2 separate regions of the Sus scrofa genome follow, and region 1 is linked to region 2. The links are chromatin contacts, called in public HiChIP or PLAC-seq maps. All regions are on one chromosome and are shown on one strand. The core of a region is the stretch at or near the end of the contact, and the rest is flanking DNA. Distances in the headings are between cores, read along the strand shown. Region 1 holds the start of CHD4 (chromodomain-helicase-DNA-binding protein 4). Region 2 holds the start of ZNF384 (zinc finger protein 384).

Evidence for each region. HiChIP or PLAC-seq counts read pairs in DNA pulled down with a chosen protein or histone mark.
Region 1: an H3K27ac HiChIP or PLAC-seq map of skeletal muscle shows a contact between it and region 2. The contact joins the promoter of CHD4 here to the promoter of ZNF384 in region 2. A contact is called at or near these places in 6 of 47 Hi-C or Micro-C datasets (alveolar macrophages, blood, liver and 1 more) and 2 of 2 datasets of contacts at active chromatin or transcription factors (alveolar macrophages and skeletal muscle).

What each region holds. Positions count from the first base shown.
Region 1 is chr5:64,070,336-64,073,178 of Sscrofa11.1, forward strand. It overlaps CHD4 (chromodomain-helicase-DNA-binding protein 4), which reads left to right and starts at 1,292. Exons shown (of 40, transcript XM_021092425.1): 1 at 1,292-1,529; 2 at 2,379-2,556. The coding sequence starts at 2,457.
Region 2 is chr5:64,002,116-64,005,051 of Sscrofa11.1, forward strand. ZNF384 (zinc finger protein 384) reads left to right here and starts at 1,353. Exons shown (of 12, transcript XM_021092415.1): 1 at 1,353-1,571; 2 at 2,440-2,499. It overlaps LOC102163385 (a long non-coding RNA gene), which reads right to left and starts at 1,314. Exons shown (of 2, transcript XR_297164.3): 1 at 972-1,314; 2 at 1-760.

The sequences.
Region 1 (2,843 bases), core at 42-2,541, 68 kb after region 2:
TGACCAGCTTGGTATTTGGTGGGTCTTACTCAAAATTTAACTGGAGGTAAGTGTTGCTAAGTGTCTGGAGAACATCTGGATTTTGGTGGGATTGGGTGGGGCTCAGTCCAGTTCCTGCATGTCTGAAAATGATGGATGAGGAAAGCTAGAGTCTGTCCTAGACATCAAGAGACTTTGTGCCAGGATACTGCTTTGGGCCATTAAGGGCTGAAGGTGTGTACAAGTTGGGGCGGGGACAGGGCAATGTGGATAGCCTGCTTCACCCTTGCTGGTGTGGGAGTTAGGGTTTTAGACTGACAGCCTCTGGAGATGGGGGAGGGATGAGTATAAATATTATGGGATGCCTGACTGGAAAGGTATAGGGGTGGTAGAGATGAGCATTATGGGACCTGACTCTGGGTTGTGTTGGGAGTATTATTGTATGTTTGCTTGACCACAGGTTCTTTGTCATTATTATGGGATGTCAGGGTGTGGGTGGGGGAGTAAAATTATGGGATATCTTTCCAGTGCTAGAGGAAAGGAGTTTGGATGTCCATCTGTGAGGTGACTGTAGGGCTGTTGATCATTATGGATATCTCTGATAGAGGAGGAGTGGTTATTATGGGCTGTGGAGTGGGAATGAACGTCTGAAGCCTTGGGGTCGAGTTTTGAGGTTCTAGCCCACAGGGGCTGAGGGCAGCTCCCCAGGGGGTTGGTTATTATGGGATGTCAGTACAGAAAGTGGGAGACTGATTACTACGGGATGTGTGTGGGAAGTGGGAAGAGGCCGAAGTGTCCGTTGTTGGGGGGGGGTGAGTTTCTGACTATTATGGGATATCAAACTGGGGGTGGATGAAGAGTGGTTATTATGGGATGTCTGTGGGGGATGGGGATGAGTATTATGGGATGTGAGCATGAAGAGCGGGTAGGGGTGCTTATTATGGGATGGCCATGGGGAGGGAGAGGTGACGAATTATTATGGGATGTTAGCATTAGGGCCAAGAGTGAAGAAGTTGGCAAAGGATGGCTATTATGGGATGTCTAGGGGAGGGGTAAAGTGTTAGTTGCAAAAGGTCTGCAATATCATGAGATGTCAACATCCCTGGCATATATGTATATGTGTATGGAGTGCGTGCGCGTGGGGGGGTGATGGTTGTGGTGGTGGTGGTGGTACGGTGGTGGTGGTGGTGGTGGTGTCCGTGTGTATTATGGGATGGCCAGGAGGTGGGTGGTTGCCCGGGTGACACGCGCGCGCGCGCTCGAAGGGGGCGTGGCCAGTGGTTGCTGAGCGACGAGGGGGCGGGGGTTGCCCGGGAGACCTAGGGAGGAGGGTGGCGGTAGTGGAGGGGGGGTTGGAGTTGGTTGAGGTTATTATGGGCTGTCCGTGGGGGGGCGGGGCCTGTGCGGTGGGATTTCCCGGCCGGTGTTTCGGGCCCTTTAAGAGGCGACGCTGGAGCCGGAGCCATTTTCCCCCCTTCGGCCGCGGCGAGGAGGAGCCGGAGCGGGAGTGACACCCGGCCGGACCCTGCGCGACCTGCGGCGGCTCCGGGGTGAGGAGAGCGCGGGGTTCCCAGACAGAAGCCCCTCTCATCCCGACCGGCCCCGAGGGTCATCCCTCCACCCAGCCTCTCTTCGGGCGTCCCCGGACCCGCAGACCGCCCCCTGCCCGGGAAGCCGACCCTGCCTCTCCTTCCCCTGCAGGGCGCCCAGCCCCCGCCCTCGCCCTGCCCGACTCTAGCTCTCCGCGACTCCCACCTCGGGCTTTGCCTCCCACAATGCCCGGCGCCCCCCTCGCCCTTTGCTCACTTGCCCCCCGGGACACGTGGCCCGGCCCCCCGCCTGGTGGGAGCCCCGGCCCCCCACGCCCCTGCCTCCAGCCCCCCGGAGCGCCGAGCCTCCACGCCCCCTCGTCCCCGCGGCTTCTCCGGAGAACCCGAGTTGTCCCAGAGGACAGCCTTTGGAGAGCTGCCCTGTCTGGGGACTGGCCCCTCCCCAGGCGCAGGGAGTCGCCCCCCCACCCCCAAGTGACCTTGTGTCCCCAAGCGCCTCGCCGCCGGCCGCCTCCCCCGATCCTCCCCCCACCCCCCCCGCGCCGCGGCCACTCGGACCCCCTCCCCCGACACGCCCGGCTCAGTTCAGCGGCTTCTCCCCTCCCTACGCCGGCACCGGCTTGCCCTCGGGGGCGCCGCTTCCTCCGGTCTGGGGGGCTCCAGCCCGGGAGCCGGCTTCCGGGCTGCCCCTGGGAGTGTGGAACTAAGTTCAGCCTGAGTGGTTCGGGTGCCCTGCTCGGGTGGCTGAGGGGTGGGGGGGCCGGGGGTGGGCGGAAAGCGCGGCGGGGTGGGGGAGGGGGCCGTGCGCGTCACTGACTGTTCTCTTTCTCTCCCCCCTCCCCCGCACAGTGACTCGGGCCAGTGTCGAGGGCCCCAGGCCGCAGGCAGGAGCAGCTGGGCCAATTCCCTGGCCGGGAGCGGAAGGGGATGGCGTCGGGCCTGGGCTCCCCGTCCCCCTGCTCAGCGGGCAGTGAGGAGGAGGATATGGATGCACTTTTGAACAACAGCCTGCCCCCACCCCACCCAGGTAACATCTTCCCCAAGGGCCCCGGGCAGGAAGGAGCCATCTGGGCCCTCCCTAGTGGCTCCGTGAGGCAGGGTTGAGTTTCTGGGCTTGCTCTGTGCAGTGAGAGGTGGAGGGCATCCGAAGGGAGTGGTTCTCTTCTGCGGAGCTCTTGTGCGAGGGGGTTGGAAGCCATGTGCCTCCCGGGCTGCGCGGACCGAGATGCAAGCTTGCTGCACTGCCTTCGGGAATTGCTCTGCAGTTCCCGGTTGAGGGAGCTCTCTGGGCTGGCAGGCTTTGTGGGTCCTTGG
Region 2 (2,936 bases), core at 103-2,602:
CCTATCACGGTTATTTTAATCTCTAAGCAAGGAAATATTACTGTTAATAGGAGGCACTTCAATTCTGTTTCACTCAAAATAGAGCCAAGCCCAGAGGGATTCTAGTCAGATCCGGGGCAGGCTAGTGGGAGCATTTATTTGCTTAAATGGCATATATTTATTCAGCATTTACTGTGTGATTAGCAAAGCAGTGGGAAGGTACCATGTATGAGACAGTTTCTCCCCTGAGTTGCTGACAATTTCGCTGAAGATCACATACACGAAATAGTCAAAACAGCAACAAAAGGTAGGGACCGAATGCTGTGGGAATTCAGAGGACAGGATCGTTACGGGTTGGAGCAATCGAGGAAGGCTTCCTGAAAGATTTCATTGTAACTGTTCGTTGATAGTTGATATAATAAACGTTTACCGACGGTTAAGCGCCCAGCTCTGAGGATAGGGCAGTGAACAATTCACAGTCCTTGTCCTCATGGAGCCGACATTCCAGAAGGAAAAGGAGGACAGCAAACAATGTACCAGGTAGAGGTGAGTGATATATTTAAAAGTAAAGCCAGGGGAGGAGATAGAGCTGTGGACGACGGCCAGTGGAGTTTAGAGACCAAAGAAAAGGGGAGTAACGGGTGTGGTCAGAGACGGGGCGGACTCTGATGGCTGGGAAAGGTTATTAGTTACTCCTTGGGCCAAAGTAGGGATCTCAGAAAGCCGACACACCCTTATCCCTCTCCGTGTATTCACAGTATTGAGACATTCAAGAGCACACCTAAGAAATAAGAATGGTAGATAACTCCCTATATCAGCCTGTCGCCCCCTGGGGGAAGAGAACCACGACCGGCCTTTTAAGAATCCAAACCTCCCCACGTACCTTGATGCATAATTCATGAACCTGTCGCCTTCCCACCCTCCCACTCCCCCAGAAGTCCCTTCCGGAAGCCCGGGACCGCAGTTCAACTCCTGCCCTTAGAGGAACCCACCTTCACTTCCGCTGTGGCGTCACATCCCTGGCGGGTCCTGCGTCCCTGGGCAGAAGCCACTTCCGCCCCTATTTGTCGTAACGTCCGCCCTGAATACCCTGGAGCGCGAGCCGCGCCGGATGTGCTCTTGCCGCTCCCGGAAGTGACTCGACCTTTGCATTTCCCCCTTTCCCCATTGTGGCCCCCCCTACATAGCTATTTCCCTCCCTCCCCCCTTTTCGTTTCCGGCGCTCCCGCCTTCTCTCAGCCTCGGCTCAACTCCGAGCCAGTGGGGGGAGGGAGGGAGGGAGGGGGCGTGGAGGAATCGGGGTTCTCGGGAGCACAAGCTGCAGCACCACTTCCGGGTGAGTGTTAGGGGAGGGAGGGCGGGAGGGGGCCACCCACTGCCTCGCGCCCCCGCCCTGCGGGTGTCTCGCGCGCGTTCCGTGCGTGTGAGTGTGTGGGTCTGTCTCGCGCCTAAAGTGCGTGCCCGCGCGCTCGCCTCGCGCTCTCCCCCCTCCCCTCGCCCCCTCCGGGTCCTCCCACCATACTCGGCTCCCTCCTTTCCCAGCAAACGCCGCCCCTCCCGCGCTCTGGCGCCGCCGCAGCCGTCGCCGCCGGGTGAGTCTCGCGCCGCTGCAGCCGGCGCGCGCCGAGCTCTCTGCTCCTCCCCCTCCCCTTTTCCTTGGGGGGCGGAGAAGGGGGGTCCTCGATGGGACTGTACGTGTGTCCGTCCCGGAACCGGAAGTGGTTGTGGAGGAGCGGGCGATGGGGAGGAATGGGGGGGCTTAGGGGGCGGGTGTCTGTCTGGTGGGTGGCAGAGTTCAGCTCCCTGGAGGGGAAGGAGAGGCGTCCCAAAGAAGGGTATTTGAGGAAAGGGTGGAGGGCGACATCAGGAGAAGGCGCCCAAGGGCTGTCTCAGGGCAGCGAAGGTGTTTGGGGATCAGCCGGGGTCTCCAATAGCTAGACCACTGTGCAGGCTGAGGGAGGTACTTCTTGGCGTAGGGCCTTGGGTAGGCAGGGGCGAAGTCCTCGCAGAAGTGGGGGGGAGGCCAGAGGAAGCGGCTGGGCCTAAACTGGCACTGTGCCTGACACAAGGGCTTGTGCATCCCCCTTAGTCCTCAGCTTTGCTTTCTGAGCCAATCCTCAGGAGGCAGGGACCCTTCTCTTCTTCCAACTCTCTGTTCTCTCACCCCCGACTACCTGCGGCCCTGGGAAACCAAGAAGAACCAGTGTCTGAGCCCAAGTGGAACCCTCACACTGGTGATAGAGTTCATCTTAGTTGATGGGAATTGAACTTCTTTGCCTTGTATCCACATAGGGGTGGCACTACACTCCTGTTATTATATCCTTGCATCTTTGGATTGTTGGTTGGGGGTCGGCCTGCCTTCCAGACTGAGTGCTGACAGTCAAAGAATTCCTGAGGTTCTCCAGTTCTCCGGTGGCTGCACCCTTACCGGCCCCTGTAACCCAGACAATTTGTTTACAGAAAGTTCAGGAGCCCTGGAAAGGAGAAGGAATAAGACGACAGGAGGAAGAGAGAGAGAGGGTAAGACAATTGGGGGTTAATGGCTTTTTCGGTACGGGGGGAGAAGGGATCATAAAGGGACGTTTTGGGGACAATGTGACAGAATCCTTCACATAATAGCAATTGTAATCTTGGTGTTTGCTGTGGGAGAAGCCTCTCATTATCTCTTGAGGATACCCAGGAAATTTTGTGCAAAAAGTTGGCACTGTACCCCATCACCTTCCATTGCCACCAGTCCTCATCAAGATTGAATTGTGAAATGCTTGCATGAAATCACTAAGCAGTGTTGCACTGTGCCCAAAAGAGAAATTCATTCTGCTTTAGGGACACATGGGCCCTAGTTGCTAGTATAGTCCTTTTGGCATAGCTTATGAAATTGCTTTCCTCTGTTAGGAACAAGCAGAGCTGACTTTAGAGTGGAGTTTGCATCCTTAATATTGCAGCACAGTGTTTGGAGT